Linked DNA regions of Mus musculus: region 2 is linked to region 1. Evidence: chromatin contacts called from public Micro-C data. All regions are on one chromosome and are shown on one strand. The core of a region is the stretch at or near the end of the contact, and the rest is flanking DNA. Distances in the headings are between cores, read along the strand shown. Region 1 has its middle 22 kb from the start of 4930445E18Rik. Region 2 overlaps Myo10 (myosin X).

Region 1 (3,836 bases), core at 724-3,223:
TACAATCTCCATCTCCGCTCAGTTTTATCCTTTAACGCACAAATTTATCAATTCAAATTATGTTTGCTTGTGTTTCCAAGTCAAATGAGTCTAAGTCCCTTGTGACTCCTGACTCCTTCTGAGTCTATGACAGTGGTTCTCAAACTTCCTGATGTTGTTACCCTTGTTCCTCATGTTGTGGTGACCCCCAACCATAAAATTATCATTGCTACTTCATAACTGTAATTCTGCTACTGCTATGAATTATAATGTAAATATCTAATTTATATACAAATATTTTACATAAGGCAGGATATCAGATATGTGACCCCTATGAAAAGGTCATTTGACCCCCTACAGGGTCACAACCCATAGGTTGAGAACCATTGGTTTAGGGGATTCCTTACCCCCCCCCCCACCCTGAGGCTTTGGGCCTTGTTTTAAATTACAAGGAGGGACTGGACAGATGGCTCAGTGGTTAAAAACACTGACTGCTCTTCCAGAGGTCCTGAGTTCAATTCCTAGCAACCACGTAGTGGCTCACAACAATCTGTAATGGGATCTGATGCCCTCTTCTGGTGTGTCTGAAGACAGCTACAGTGTACTCATATACATACAATAAATAAATCTTTAAAAAAGAAAACTTACAAGGAATAACTCTTTGAATAGCATGGGACTCCTGGTCTGAGTCTCCACTTAACCCCTCCAAAAACTACCATATCTGGCCTCTAAAACCACTTGGCTGCTACTTCCTCTTCAACAATTACTGCTTGAGCCATGACCTCTGACCTCTGTGACTCACTGGAACAGGTGACCCTGACTCATGGACCTGAAAAACTCCCATTCCTCACCGTCAACAGGAACACAGGAACACTTTGGTGCAAATGGTCCCAAGGGCATGTCATGGCCCAAATCTCTCAATCTCTCTCGATGTCCTACTTGGTTACAAGAAGGCAGGCCTTTGTTTTTTCCTCCCAAAGGCCCAGGACAGTGTGGACAATTCTTAACATGTCTTAACTCTCCCTTGCTCAGACAAAGTCAGAAGATGCTCTTAAAAAAAAACAAAAAAACAAAAACAAAAACAAAAAAATCTACTTTAACTCTTTCAGAAATAAACTAGAAAAAAAACCTCATCTTTCTTCTTCTACAACTTATTGCAAAATCTACAAAGAAATTCCTACTGAATTATCTGTTTTCTCACCAAATGTCTCCTCCCTTACTGCCTGAGGCCCACTGGGCTGCCATGGGAATCACTTTTGACTTTCTCCCTAAGGTTAGATTGTAAAAGCTCACACAAGCAAGTCAACAAGTGTCAGGAAACAAACCAAACATACCCTCTGAGTCTAGGCACTAACTCCTTTTTCCTTTACATGTTCACTGTGTCAATGTTTGCCTGTCACTTCACCTTTTAGACCATCCCAGGCATGTGTGCGCCTTGGAACCCTGTCCTTTCAAAGAGTGAAGGCAAACAAAGGATGTCGGGAGTCTCCAGGGTGACTTCAACCCAGTCTCTGAGCAAGGGCTTTCTTCCCTTCCAACTGACCTTCCTCCCTCTTCAAACTCAACTGCTGGGTATCTGGAATTTCTCCCTCAGGGGTGGAGGTCAGAGCTGTGGCGTCAGAGAACCCAGACCCCTTGGCCTACTAAGCCTTGTCAGTGACTATTAGTATAAACGCAGGTAGGGAGGCAGCTGCTCTGCCAGCTGGTGAGGAGACATAGCAGACTTCTGCCCTCCCACCCCTGAGGATCCCTTAATGAAGTACTAGCTCACTACAGACTTCAAGCAGCACCTCAGGGAACGTGGGAACGGAGCAGGGGATTGCTTGTCAATAGTGCATGAGCACAGAAAGCCCTAGAAATACGTGCTTAAGGGCGACTTGCAGCACGCGGGGGGGGGGGGGGGGGATGAGTCACTCAGTGACACAGATCAGATAAAATAGCTGTCTTAAAGTCTGCTTTCAGCTGAGGGGGAAAAAAAAAACCATTCCACAAACTGTCTTTTACTTCCGCCTTCTGGGTAGACTTTCTGCTGAGAGATGTCGAAACAGGAAGAGTAGCCAGATCTTTTCACAGCTTTTCCTATAAATAAATAAGTGAGGTAAGAGAACGGGGTGATGATGTAGCTCAGCGGTAGAGTGCTAGGGCAAGGCCACACACACACACACACACACACACACACACACACACACACACGAGAAAAAGGAGGCAGGAAAGTTTCGTTTGTGTACCTGTGTGTGTAAGCACACATGCGTGTATTTGCGTTTGTGTAGGCAAGGTTTGTAAATACACATGGGGCATACCTGTGGGAGTTCTGTATGTAAGCATGAACTGTTGTATAAGGTCATATTTATTTTTAATACTTTTGTTCAGTAGGTGATCACTCCAAAGCAATGGCTCATTTCTCTATGAAATAAATGCAGCTCTTTCATCTCAACGGTGAGGTCTAACACAACCTCTAAACTTTCCCATACTCCAAGAAATAATCAGCTCAGATACGACTTTCACAGACCACGGGGCTTAACGCTTTCAGCCTTGACGTTATCTGAGACATCCCAAGTACTGTAAACTCCCCATTCCATTTAGCAACATGTGCAGGCATAATCCTGATGTTTCTTATTGGCTAATAACCATAATTCTGCACACTGCTTCTCACGCTGAAGTAACGTAAGCCAAAACATGCTGAGTCCCAGACGTCTACACATGCACGACACTCCAATTTTTGTGTGCCTAGAGACACATCAGCAACTCCTCCTCATCGCACGACAGTCTTGAGCAGCCTGCGTCCGTTGTGATTTGCAGACATTCAGTCAGTGCTCCGGTGCTGGGCTCCACTAGCTGGGCTGTGTCTGCTGTATTTTGACTTATTTGATACTGTTTCTTTCCTCTCCTCTGAGCAGCTTTCTGGAATCTCCTGGGGCCTCTGCTCTTGGGCTGGATCTGGCTGGTACCACTGCTTCTGCCCCGAGAAGTGGCGCTTGCTGGACTTTGAGGTGTTTAGATCTCCAAGGATTTACCTGCTCTGCGGTTTTATTTGGGATTGCTTTTTTTTCAACCTGGTTTATGTTCTTTTGGTGTTCGTTTTGTTTTTCTCCCAGGTACTCTCAACTTAAGGCTTGGAAACTCGTTTAGGACTAGGATATGGCTTTAATTCAGCTAATGTGCTAAGTGCTACTCAGTCTCACAGTGGGACATCTGCAGAATGTCCCCTAAAAATACACTGTTGCCGGGCGTGGTGACCCACGCCTTTAATCCCAGCACTCGGGAGGCAGGGGCAGGTGGATTTCTGAGTTCGAGGCCAGCCTGGTCTACAAAGTGAGTTCCAGGACAGCCAGAGCTACACAGAGAAACCCTGTCTCAAAAAGAAAAAAAAAAAAAAAACCCCACTGTTAATGACATAAAATCGGCATTTCTGAGGACAATTAAGAATGTTTGCTTTCAAATGAAAAAAAATCTAGCATGAACATGAACCATGCTTCATCAGAATCTGTGCCGTAGAACCTGAAAGCTACATCCAGTCTCCTTCCTGGTAGCCCTCAGTAAAATAGTCATGCGCACAAGTCTCCCCCTTACTATACGTGCTCGGGCCAATGCACTGCTCCCTTCTCTATTTCTTCCTGCAGTTCACCTACTAAAACCTCAAGTCTTCAAAAGGGTGTTGGACCAGTGTAGTGAAAAATACACGGATGTGATGAGGTTGAACTTGCCTGCTTAAGTATGCAAACTACCATCCAGCCGAGAGTTGGCTGTAATCACATTTGAATTAACCTTCCTAGGGACACTCAAGCGTACACAGTCAGCTGGACTTCTCTAGGATCTTACCACACACGTGTCAGATGCTGAACGCTGCTGGAGAAATG
Region 2 (3,836 bases), core at 635-3,134, 460 kb after region 1:
TTGTTTTGTATTAAGTGATAAAAACATTTATATATATATATATAAATTTGGTTTCTCCTCACAGAACCGAGTAGTGAGGCAGAATCCCGGGGAGAGGAATTATCACATATTCTATGCACTGCTGGCAGGGCTGGACCAGGGAGAGCGAGGTGAGTGACGAACAGGTTCAGCAGAGACAGGGGGGTGGCAGCTTGTCTCCTGCTCAAAACACACTGTAGATGGCACCTCAGCAGTCCGTGATGTCCACCAGTTGCAGTAAAATGTGTGAGTGCAGCGGGTGTACCAGAGATGCCGGCTGAGGTCATCTGAGGATCACCCCAGCACAGGGGAAAAACTAGCAGCAGAGAAACCTCAAACTATTTGTAATCTTAGTACACTTTGAATGTAACGGATATTTGTGAGACATATATAATGTAATGCAAGCAGCTTTATTTCTGTGTGTGTGTGTGCACATGTTTATCTGTGTTTTCTCTGTACATACACATGTGTCTGTATTTTTGTATGCACGCATGTAAACTAGTGAGTTCCCATGTTTGTGCATAGAGGCCAGAAGGTGATGTCAGAGGCACCCCCATTGCTCTCTGCATTACCTTTGGAGCCAGGATCTCTCACTGAACCTGGACCTTGCCATTGAGTCTGTGCTGGTTGGCCAGCGAGCCTGGCGTTACAAACTCACTACCCCATATGATATATTCTTTTAATCATTTATTTTTGCTTCATGTGCACTGGTGTTTGAGGGACTCAGATTCCTTGGAACGGCAGCTGCAGAGGGTTGGGAGCCGCCACGTGGTTGCTGGGAATTGAACTCACGTCCTAGGGAAGAGCAGCCAGTACTCTTAACCACTGAGCCATCTCCCTAGGCAAAGGTTATACTTTTAAAACACACCTAGGTGACAGTCATTTCTAAGTGTGTGCTTATTTTCCTTTATTGTCCTACTAGAGGATAGCCTGAGAGCTTCTGTGTCCTAAGCGAGCCCTCCCACTTAACCATCCCTAACCGAAATGCTTGGCTTTTAGAAGAAAACAATAAAGCAAGAGTCTCGTTAATGGGTTCTCTATGGTTCTGCTTACTTTAATGAAGTTTTTATTTCCCTGGGATTTCTAAAAAGTAGCTCTACCAGCATCTTAGTGTGTGGTCATTTGGGATATAGACTTGGGTGTGTGCTCTAGTTATTAAAACCAGAATAGAGTCTTCAGTGTACTCAGGTAAATTACAGTGATGTCTTCTGAATTTTGTCAGCTATACCAGCCGGGCACTGATGTCGCATCTTTCTTTGTCTTTCTGTAGAAGAATTTTATTTATCTTTGCCAGAAAACTACCATTACTTGAATCAGTCTGGGTGTACGGAAGACAAGACGATCAGCGACCAGGAATCCTTCAGACAAGTTATCGTAAGTTCAGTTTTAAAAATGTTCTCCTGATAAGAGTAGGAGTTTCATTTTTGCTCTTAAAAAAAAGGGTTGTTTTTTTTTTTTTTTTTTTTTTTTTTTTTTTTGGTAAGGAAAACAGAAATAACTACGTTTGAAAGAACACATAAGAACAGTTATTTCTTTTCCTGTAAGTCAGAGGGAAGCCTGCTTTCTGGGCTAGAGGGGAATCCTAGGTATCCTTCAAACATGATGAGTGACAGCGTCAATCAGGACAGAGGTGTGGCTCACTTGGAACAGCATGTTCAGAATCAGTGTCCTCCACTCTTAAAAACAAGACTCATAGAGCCCCAGGCTTTGCCCTACCCCACCCCCCACCCCTAGCCACAGTTCTCCAGTTTTGAGTCTGTAGGTAGGATTTCTTTTGAAAAATAGTTCCCTTAGCCGTGGGACAAGGTTACCACTGGTGCTGACTCATGGTGGCAACAGTTGCTAGTGTCCCTCAGTTTCACAATGCCTCAGGACACTGTGACTTGCATTGAATGAGCCTGGTCAGCGTACTCTGCGAACAGCCTATCTGAGTATGGCTGGAGGTCACGTGGTGGGCTGTGTCTTTGCCAGAGTCCTCAGCTTTAGAGTACAATATGTCCAGGGTTGACTCATGTAACTATATCTAATCAGGTATAAATATAGCAGACACAAGCGCATGCATCCCTGTCTATCCACTGCTCACGGTCTCATACTTAACTGTCAGCAGAGGGAAAACGTGTTGTCAGGTTTTTAAATGTACTCATCTATTCAGGCCTTTTTTTTTCCCTGTTGCTGTTTCCTAAACAGTACAGTGTAACGGTTATGTATATATACTGCATTGGGCACTATAAGTAATTTGGAGATAAGGTATAGAGAGGATGTACATAGGCATGTACACCTATTTCTGAGGTATTTGAACATTCTCAGATTGTAATGCCTACAGGGTGCCTGGAACCAGTCCCTGTGCATACCAAGGGGTGCTCACACTTCCTGTCCTAAACATTACATGGATTTAGCTCTGCTCCTAATGGCCATGCCAGCTCATTAGAATGGTGTCTTCTGGGAGACTTGCAGAGCTGATGAACAGCCTGCCCTTAACCTACACATGTCTTCCTGCTTTCAAGACTCTTTAGACTTGTCATTTTAAGTCATTCAAAGGTCAGAAACTCTCTGATCGTTCAGTATGTGGTGTCTTCATCAATAAGGTCTCCACATCCAGGGTTGGTGTGTAACCAAGGGCAACAGTAGTAGCCTATACAGTTCAGGGAACTTCTACCCAACAGGTGACAGACAAATACCAAATCATTGATTTCAAATCAGCTATCAATCACACATAAATTTTCCCCATCCCATGTATATAATCTGGTTTGAAGTTGGAAACTGAATTCAAGTGGGGAATGTGGCTAATGCCTACAATCCTAGTACTTGGGAGACTGAGGCAGGAGGCTTGCCCTGAGTGTAAAGTCAGCCTAATATACAGACTTAGATCCTGTCTCAAAAAAACAAAGGAAAGCAGAAAGGGGGAAAAATGGAATTCAAAGCAGACGAGGCGGTGATGTGATTTTCTTTCCTTCTGCATCTCTGTTCAAAGCCACACAAATGTCCAGAGCAGTGCAGAGTGGTCCATCTGTGTCTCTGTCTCTGTCTGTTCCAGCTGTCTCTGACACTGACTGTCACTATTCTATCTGTCCTCGGTTATCAGGATCAAAACTGGGGCTCCACACACACAAGGTCAGGGCTCTGTGTCTGGCACCCCCTGAAGAGAATACTCTATGTATATACCTCAGAGGGGAGGGGTCTAGGAACCTAGAAGGCAGGTGGCTTTGTACTGGGAAAAGTGTGAGTCCAGAACAGGATGAAGAAAGACAGCTTATAGCACAGTTGTCTCCCAGCCCCTGTGGGGTACTAGTGAGAGAAAGCTGGATTTTGTGACGTCTTCTTTTAAAATATCATATTAACCCCAGATCTCTGAGTCCTGTATTGCCAAAGGTAACCAACTTCAGATAGAAAATACTTCTAAAGAAGAGAAAGAAGGTTGCATCTACAAAATCCGTGCAGCATCAGAACTGCTGTTTATGTAGCATATGCCCTGTGTCTGGTAATCTAGAGGTGGTGAAGGCCAGGCACAGTGACAAATGCCTGTGATGTCAGCATTGAGGAGGCTGGGGCGTGGTGACTGATGCAAATTTGAGGCCAGCCTGGGCTGCTTAGTGAGCGCAAAGCCAGCCTGGGATACAGAACAAAACCTTGCCTATAAGTAAAGTATTCAGAATGACCACATGGGTCCTATGCAAAAGCCACGCAGTTTTAAATGCAGAGCTAGGTTTTTGTTTATCTCCTGGGACTCCTAGCACTAGAGCCCCAGAAAGAACTGGGGTTTAAGTAGTCCCTTCATTCTTTTCTGGACTCTCACTTTGCCACAGCAAACCCTTCTTTTC

The links. Hi-C and Micro-C count contacts between places; a contact is called where the count stands out from the background.
Region 2: a Micro-C map of granulosa cells shows a contact between it and region 1, with 4 times the contacts expected there. The contact joins two enhancer-like sites. A contact is called at or near these places in 5 of 484 Hi-C or Micro-C datasets (CD4 T cells, embryonic stem cells, granulosa cells and 2 more).

Annotation. Positions count from the first base shown.
Region 1 is chr15:25,267,843-25,271,678 of GRCm38.p6, forward strand. No RefSeq gene overlaps it. Among named protein-coding and RNA genes, the nearest start is that of 4930445E18Rik, 22 kb to the right of the region's middle. Within about 2 kb of position 1,974, at least 154 of the 459 cell types and tissues checked have an H3K27ac peak or open chromatin away from gene starts, as enhancers often do. A contact at or near this core is called in granulosa cells, where this site is marked.
Region 2 is chr15:25,725,132-25,728,967 of GRCm38.p6, forward strand. It overlaps Myo10 (myosin X), which reads left to right. Exons shown (of 41, transcript NM_019472.2): 8 at 65-149; 9 at 1,289-1,392. Among named protein-coding and RNA genes, the nearest start is that of Myo10, 100 kb to the left of the region's middle. Within about 2 kb of position 1,885, at least 23 of the 459 cell types and tissues checked have an H3K27ac peak or open chromatin away from gene starts, as enhancers often do. A contact at or near this core is called in granulosa cells, where this site is marked.